3 separate regions of the Mus musculus genome follow, and all the other regions are linked to region 3. A link is a contact called in public Hi-C data. All regions are on one chromosome and are shown on one strand. The core of a region is the stretch at or near the end of the contact, and the rest is flanking DNA. Distances in the headings are between cores, read along the strand shown.

Region 1 (2,700 bases), core at 27-2,526, 7.4 Mb before region 3:
AGTCTGCAGAGAAATTTTAATGCACAGGTTGCCTGGGGGAAGGAAGGTAATGACTATAAAAAATGTCAAATGCCCAACAGGTGGAAGGACTTATGGTCACAGACCTAGGAGTAGGAAGAAGCGGATCTAAATGCACCTTCAGAGCTGAGCTGAAACCATCAATGAATTTTTTCTACTCCACATTTCCACAAAGTAGACTTTTCTTATCACAGATTCTAGTTGGCCCATCCTGAGACACTTGGTATGTCACTATGTCTTTATTATTATGATCTGAAAATATGTTGTTCCCCAACCTAACCTCTCCCCATCCCAACCCCCACCCCCAGCCATCCTGCCCTTTGCAGATCCCATCTCCTTGAACATCCCAACCTGACAATGAAACCCGTGTGACACAATCTACATGGGAGTTCACAGTAAAAAAAAAATTTTTTTTGTTTTTTTGTTTTGTTTTTTTGGTTTTTCGAGACAGGGTTCTCTGTATAGCCTGTATATCTCTGTATAGCCCTGGCTGTCCTGGAACTCACTCTGTAGATCAGGCTGGTCTCGAACTCAGAAATCCACCTGCCTCTGCCTCCCGAGTGCTGGGATTAAAGGCGTGCGCCACCACGCCCAGCTTCACAGTAAAATTTTAAAGGAAGAAAATATATTACATGTACTAATCTCTGGCCGAAGGACAATTGGCTACATCGACCTCTACGGGTACAAAGGCGATAACCATCGTGATTATCTGTGTACAGCGTAGTAACACTGGAACCCAAGGCTCTGGCAATCTCTCCCTACAGGATCGCCCTGAACTTGTGTATCAGGGCCCTACAGGCCATTCCCCTCATCCGGGCAGGCTATGGGAAGACGGGTTACCCCCGACCTCACACCCAGAGATCCTGCAGCGAGTGTGCTCCACACCCGCTGACAGGAGGCCTCTGTGCCTCCGGGGTCGCCGGTGCACCCTATCCCTCACAGTCCACAAACCCTCTAGCGACAATTTGCCCGGGGCTGGCCCTCCTACCCACCCACCTGCAGTTCCTACAGCTCAGGCAGTGGGCGGGCACACGGACCCAACAGCCTCGGGCGACTGGGCAAGACCCCCAGCCCCAACTCAAGCACCGGCTACCGGCGCTCGGCCGCCATCCCTCACCTGCGACAACATGACGACCCTGCGCCAACCCGCCCCCCACTTCCGAGAGCCACGACAGCAAAGCTGCCACGCGATCCAGCTCTACAGCCGACGTCACAAGCGCACCAGGAAGCCACTTGGTGGGAGGGCGCAACTCCAGAGACCGGAAGGCGATAGGCGGGTCCATACCTTGGGGCGGGGCTCCATAGTGGGCGGGGCGGAAAGAGCTGGTCCACGCGACGGACGCGGGCGGTAGGAGGCGGGGTGTGTGGGCGGGGCCTTGACGCAGAGACTCTGTAGGGGCTGAGGTGGAGGTGGGCGGGGCAAGCGTGAGCAGGGGCAAGGGCTGCACTTCTAAGGAAAAGCAAAACGCTTGGGAATAAACTGGCTAACTTAATGGGTTCTAAAGCGAAGTTTCTTGGGTTATGAATGGAAAATGTTTTTTGCTACCAAAGAAGTACAAACTGTGAGTCATTACCACCAGCAGGGACGCCCTGAGAGAGGCGGAGCTTTATAATTTAACCTTGTAAATGTATTGTATTTTAGTATAGTCTTTCTTAAGCGATTTAAATGTTAAAGAAAATTGAGAAATAAATGTGTCCTTGGAAAGAAATTAAAAAAAAAAAAACCGAGTAAGAAAGAGACAAGAAGACTAGCGTAAGCAGTGAGGGTACTGCTGTAAGGGGCATAACCTCAGAACAAGAAGAGAGGCCAGTATCGCGCCTCTGCCCTCCATGTACCAATTATATAACCAATCTCTATGTACATCCTTCCTCGGCTGTAAAGTGGGAAGGACGGTGATGGCTTTACAGAGCATTTAGTAAAGTGGCACAAATTTGCTTTTATTACTGTTTTAAGTCACCTGCTGATGGCATGATCATGCCTAGACCTAAAATTCAGAGATTTTTTTTTTTTTTTTTTTTGGTTTTTCGAGACAAATTCAGAGAGTTTAAAGCCATCTTTGCAACTGTAATGATAGAGATATTCTGTTTGCTCAACTATGTCAGACTGTTGGAGGCTCATGCAATGTCCCTCTCACCTTTTCTTAACTGAAGGGACTCTTCACAGAACCCGGGGTTTTATCTGGTTCTTTGCCAGGACTATGTCAAACCCAGTGTTACAATAATGAAGAAACATGGACCTAGTTCCCAAAAAAGAGAAAGCAGGCAAGGTAATTGCGCATCTTCGTGTGAAGCTGGACAAATGACCTATGTCCTAACCTGCTTGGACAAAGATTTTGGTGGCCCACCCTGTGTTGTGAGGTTGTGTGGAAAAAAAATTTTTTTGGTTCTCACTTTTTATATGAATGCAATTTGAATTCACTACCATATTTTAAGATATAGAGCATTTGACAAGAAAGTGAATTTCCCACTTGTTAGGATTTTTGTCTTCCTTTTTGGAGGACTGGTGTGTGTGTGTTGGGGGGGGGGTTCTTTGCTTGCTTTTGAAACAGGGTGTTGCCTCCTAGTACCAACTGACTAGATGCTCTGTCCTCCTGCCTTGCCCCTATCTCCCCTCACCCTCAAGAACTGGAACTTAATGACGGGGAAAGTCTGCCTGGGGTGTTGAGCCTCTATGTAGGGACT
Region 2 (2,767 bases), core at 134-2,633, 6.2 Mb after region 3:
TACAGAGCACATAGTGTCCATCACAGATAACGGCTCTCTAAGTGAATTACTTTCTTGTTAGACTCTGTATGATGTACCAGGCTCCATAATTTCAGAGGGGAAGAAGAACTGAAAAGAAGTCCGAGTAGATATGCTAAATAATTCAAGAGTATAGAGGGTAAGACCTAGGAGGGATACAGGCTATTCACCTGGGAACAGGTCAAAGGGAAACACAATGCTGCTATAGCCTGGCACCAGACAGACAGCCCTGAAGCCGTTACCTGAAGAACCACTGCCTCAGTTCCTCTTCTGTAAACAGACAACCGACTTTTGTCTTCTCCACCGCCCTTGATGTCTGGATTAGAATGGCAATACCTTGACGTCCGAAGCAGAAAGTGAGTTTAACCTGTTGCAATGACATGGAGTTTGAACACACTGTAATACAGCCTTCTGAGAAACAGAAGTGGGATGTAATGTTGCCATTACTGGTGATCTCCATGCTAAAAAGTCAAGGACTAGTGACTGGAAACGGGAAGACCCCAGAATCAAGGACGCTCTAGTCTAAATAGTACTAATGACAGGCAATCAAGCTGGCCAGCAATATTCTCAAGCACGAGAGCCTTACAGTAGCCAAGGTTAAAGAAAAAGAAGCTTCACCAGAAGGCCACTCTTCCATGGAGACTCGAATGGGTGGGCCACAGTCCCTCTGAACCACATTTTGAACAATGGGGGGGCTCTGCACCTCTTGGGAGCCCCCTGTTCCAAACATACTAGAAAGGAGGCTAGGAAAAAAAGTTTTCTTGCCAAATCACATATTTCAACATTGAGTCAAATTTTCCTTGTGGCTGAGCAAAAGCCAGCCCTAGTAACTTATGAAGCCTGGACGCTGGGGTGAGGCTTGCATAAAGTCCACTTTCCACTCCAGTCTCCCACTTCTTCAGGGCGACCCCATCTCTCCCCTGCCCTGCCCTGCCCTGCCCCGCACCCAAGGTGCCCTCCTGCCGAGTTTCACAACAGCTCCTCCTGGAGAAGCCACCCTCCCTCTAGCAGCTGAAGGCCAGGAATCCTGTAGCTGTGCGTTAAGTTCCCACTTCCCCGCGTGGGGGAGACTGCGCGCTGCGCGGCCCCGGGCGGGCCCGCCACTCTCACCGCCCTGGCTTTGGAGCACACTCGGGACTCAGACCCGACTCCCCTGGCTGCGCGGCCTCTCTCCTCCGGGGTCCTTGTCCTCCTGGGACAAGCCCCAGGACTGAGGACGCTGGCGTCCCCCGGCCCAGCTCACCGGATCCTCTCAACTCACCCCGCCTGGAACCAGGCTCGCCCCGGACCGGCAACACCCAGCGCTGGAGCGGCCTCGTCCGGTCTGGTTGGCCTTCCTGCTAGCCGGCAATGTGGTCCTTCCCCGGGAGGGCGGGGCGGCGCTCCCCAGCCCCTAGGCCCCTCTGTTGGTCCCCGCCCTGCCACGGGCGAGTCCGCGCTGGCCCCTCCTTCCAGGGCCTTCCTCTACTGCTGACTTCCTGATCACCGGTCAAGATCTAAACAACGGGTCTTCCCAAGTCCCCCAACTTCGAAAGGCAGTGGTAGCAGAGATGTTTGTTTGAGGCCCTTTCCCTCTCAGTTGCAGCTCCTGTGTAGATGCCAACCCCACTCACACCCTGAGCCTTGTCCAGTAAAGACTTTTCCCAAGAGTGTCCCTTGTCCAGCCCAGTGAATCTAGAGATTCACCGACTTTGAGGGGTGCAGCACTTGGTGGTGTTAGAAGCGTTTCCTCAGCAAGAAGAGCGTTCACCAACCTCAATTCTAAGAACCTGGGAACCATTCCTCTATGCGAGGGAAGTTGCAGACTATTAGTTGAAAAAAAAAAACAGCAAGAGAGGGGTGAGGGTGTGCAAGCAACAAGTATTCGGTTTCAAAAGGGAAGATAGGGAGGAAACACCTGCTGCCCAAGGTGGGTAAGAGCCAGCCTGCCGCCGTTTCAGTTCTGTCTTGTGTGTGTGTGTGTGTGTGTGTGTGTGTGTGTGTGTGTGCCCCTTTATGGGCGGGGAAACCAAAGTCAGGCCTGTACACTGAACCTAAGTCCTGAGGAAGGAAAGAATCAATCACAGGCTTTTGGAGTAACCCTAAAAATGAATGGGAGGGGGAAGGAAACCCCTGGATCTGTATTCCTTGGTATTTTTTTAAAGCAAAAGAAACATGGGAGGGGCAGGGAGACTCATCAGGACCCAACTGAACAGAGTACTTGGTAAGTACCTCAATCAGAGCCTCAAGCAGCCTGAGTGGGGGAGGAAAGATGACAACCAGGAGTTTCAGGGTCTGATTTAGATGTCAGCAGTGGCCCCGGAGCACAAACTATTTCTGAGATCTGAGCCGTGCATTATTAGCAACTCACAGTAAGCCACATCTCACTGACAGGACCATTTTGGAATCAGAGATGTCTGGGAATCCCTACTGTCCACTCACCATGGTACCACAGCCCCCACTGGCTCCCACATCCTGCTGTGCCTGGCCCTCTGCATAAGCCTTGGCTCCAACCACCCTTGGATCTTTCACCCATGAGGGGAGCAGAGGCACTGCCAGTTGATTACTAGATATACTCAACCTCAGACAGACCCTCCTACCTACAGACTTCATCACTACTGTTCCAGAGTCCCCAAGGTAACCGGGACTTTTAGGTCTGTGCTTACTGAGTGTTACTCACTAACTTGTTCGTACCAGACACCAGGAATTATGCAGAAAGTGGGAGTACCTTAAGGGCCCTTGTGGGCAGGTGAGGAAGTAAAACAAAGTT
Region 3 (2,700 bases), core at 151-2,650:
ATCCCCTGCCTCAGCCTCTGGAGTGTAGGGGGAATGCTTGTTTTTTTTTTTTTTAAGATTTATTTATTTATTATATGTAAGTACACTGTAGCTGTCCTCAGACACCCCAGAAGAGGGCATCAGATTTCGTTACGGATGGTCGTGAGCCACCATGTGGTTGCTGGGATTTGAACTCGGGACCTTTGGAAGAGCAGTCGGCGCGCTCTTAATTACTGAGCCATCTCGCCAGCCCCGGGAATGCTTGTTTATAGACACATGTGTGCCACCCTTACCCCATCCAGCTAGTCTTAGATTCTTAGGCTTTCCCCTGTTAGCCAACTTCTTATAACTTTTATGTTCAAATTATAGCATGGTTTCAGACTGAACCCATCCTGACACACAAAATGGCAGATTGCCTACTTAGTTTAGGGATCTCCTCTCAGCCTCCAGCTCAAGGACACAAATGGCTGGTAGAGGAGATAGATCCAGTCGGTTGGTCCTTCTGGCACTCTTGAGGAAGCCAATCTTCTTCATGGGTGTCAGTTACCCATGCAGTAACTCGGTTTACTGGGGCTGCCATAATTGGGTGGGAAGGACGCAGTCTCATGGGTTTTTTGTTTTGTTTTGTTTGTTTGTTTGTTTGTTTGTTTTTTGCATAGCCCTGGAGCTTGCTCTGTAGACCAGGCTGGCTTTGAACTTAAGAGATCCACCTGCCTCTGCCTCCAGAGGGCCAGGATTGAAGGAAGGCATGACCACCACCTGGCCCAGCTCTGCCTCAACTTTTCAAGCACTGGGATTACAGTTGTGAATTTATCTACTATGTGCCTTAAATTTGGATTTCTTTTTTAATATGTTTTTTCAGGAAAGGGTCTCAAGAAGTCCAGGATGCCCTTGAACTTTGCAGCCGCAGTAAGCCTTGAACCCAGAAATCTTCTGCCTCAGCCACGTTAGTATCCGGGTCAACAGGCCTGGCGCCCTAGGTCAGGCCACTGTAGTTTAGGGACTGAGTTGAGTGGTAAGCAAGAGAGATGGTCCCTTTAGGGAGATGCCAGATCTTTTATTCCCAGAGCCTTGGCCTTGCATTCCCTAGCCCTGTTTCAGAAATGACCCAGCAGAAAACGCAGGTCTGGCCTCCACAAGATAGCCTTAGCTTGACCTCAAAAAAGCCTGGCCTTTCCGCGTCCGGAGGGGCGTGACCTAACCCAAAAGAGAGGCGGGACCTAGTGAAATATTCATATCGAAAGGCACGGTAAGCAAGAGGAGGCCAGCCCAAGGGAGGAACCTAGCTCTAACTGGACCGGAAGGGACAGGGAATTTAGCAGATCCTTCCTCAAAGGGCCGGGCCTTGACGAAGCTAGCCCCGGAAGAGGCGGGGCATAAGTGGAGCCCAGCCCTAGGGCGGGGCCTGGCCGAAGGATGGGTTGGCCTGAGGGCGGGGCTTTCAGGAGCGCTCTCCGGAAGCGCAGCTTTGGTGTCCGGGAGAGGAGTTCCAGTCGTCGTCGCCGCTGCCACTGCCCGTGTGTGCCGCGTCAGTCATGCCGGTAAGTGGCCGTTCGACCCGCGGGAACTTCTGTCTCCAGCCCGGATGCACTGTTTCCGAGCCCGACGCTGCTGTCAGGGCGCAGGCCGTGGCCAGAGCTGCAGTCGTTTCTCAGTTTACCTTCCGCACGGTCCTCCGGCTTCGGGACCCTCCGGAAAGCTGCAGAGAGCAGTGTAGTGCAGAACACAGGCCTCCGGATCGCCCTAGAGAGTCTTCGAGAGGCAGCCCCATCCTTTTCTGCATAATGGGGAAACTGAGGCAGGGAGGTAGGGCAGAGAACCCATATAGGAATGCGGGTACCTGGCCTTTCCACATGCATACCCTGCCGCCTGCAGGCTTTCCAGAGAAGCATGTCTCTGTTCATCTCTCCTGCCCACACTGCCCTGCTTCCACTTCAGCACTGGGCCGACAGGGTACTTTCTTCCCCAACCAGGAATCCCAAAGCTCAGAGCAGAGTTTAAGGAGCCGAGAGCAGCGCTTATCTTGCCTTTGAAATCACCCCACTCCTTTGCATGGCGGCTTCTAGTCTCATTGCTTAATTTAAAATGAAGGCCTTACATGAGGCCTTGGCACATTACACAAGAAGAGAAGAAAAACCCCAGTGCTTGCTGGAAAGCGTTTATTGTTGGGAGCTAGCTAGGTAGGTAGGATACAAGATGGAGCCAGACCACCTGGGAAGTGCTGGGCAAAACCAGTTGTACTTGTTTGGGGGCAAGCTCTAATCTCAACTGAGTTCCGGAGATGCTGGTCTAGAGTTGTGGAGTGGAGAGCATTTTCCTCCCAGTGCCTCTCAACCCAGAGGTCTCCCAGGAGTATTCTGTGTTTTAGCAGCTTATCTTCTGGGAATGAACCTGAGGCTTCTTCCTGGTACAAATCCTTAAACCTCTCAGGTGTCATTCTTGTGGTTCCTGCCCATTGTCTTCAGACCCTGTCTGCACAAAGCACAGACCAAAAAAAAAAAAAAAACTTGGTAAAGTCCATCCTGCCAGTCAAGCTAGTCCATGTGACAGACTCCTTGGTGACCTCAGGATTCCAGAGTGGAGGCTGCCCGGCTGCTCTTCAGAGGGCAGCAGTGAAGGAAAAAAATAGCTTGAGGGCCTCTCTGTTCTGTGTCTGCCTCTGGGGACACAGGATTTAATGGGAGATGAACAGGCACCTTATCAAGACAAATTGCTAAGTGC

What was found. Hi-C and Micro-C count contacts between places; a contact is called where the count stands out from the background.
Region 1: a contact with region 3 is called in a Hi-C map of CD8 T cells, with 6 times the contacts expected there. The contact joins the promoter of Tvp23b here to the promoter of Atox1 in region 3. A contact is called at or near these places in 2 of 484 Hi-C or Micro-C datasets (CD4 T cells and CD8 T cells).
Region 2: a Hi-C map of rod photoreceptor shows a contact between it and region 3, with 7 times the contacts expected there. The contact joins the promoter of Mgat1 here to the promoter of Atox1 in region 3. A contact is called at or near these places in 1 of 39 promoter capture datasets (liver) and 2 of 484 Hi-C or Micro-C datasets (CD4 T cells and rod photoreceptor).

What each region holds. Positions count from the first base shown.
Region 1 is chr11:62,878,031-62,880,730 of GRCm38.p6, reverse strand. Tvp23b (trans-golgi network vesicle protein 23B) reads right to left here and starts at 1,276. Exons shown (of 7, transcript NM_026210.5): 1 at 1,136-1,276. The coding sequence starts at 1,147.
Region 2 is chr11:49,249,168-49,251,934 of GRCm38.p6, reverse strand. Mgat1 (mannoside acetylglucosaminyltransferase 1) reads right to left here and starts at 1,383. Exons shown (of 3, transcript NM_001110150.1): 1 at 1,280-1,383; 2 at 261-385.
Region 3 is chr11:55,459,908-55,462,607 of GRCm38.p6, reverse strand. It overlaps Atox1 (antioxidant 1 copper chaperone), which reads left to right and starts at 1,400. Exons shown (of 4, transcript NM_009720.3): 1 at 1,400-1,520. The coding sequence starts at 1,515.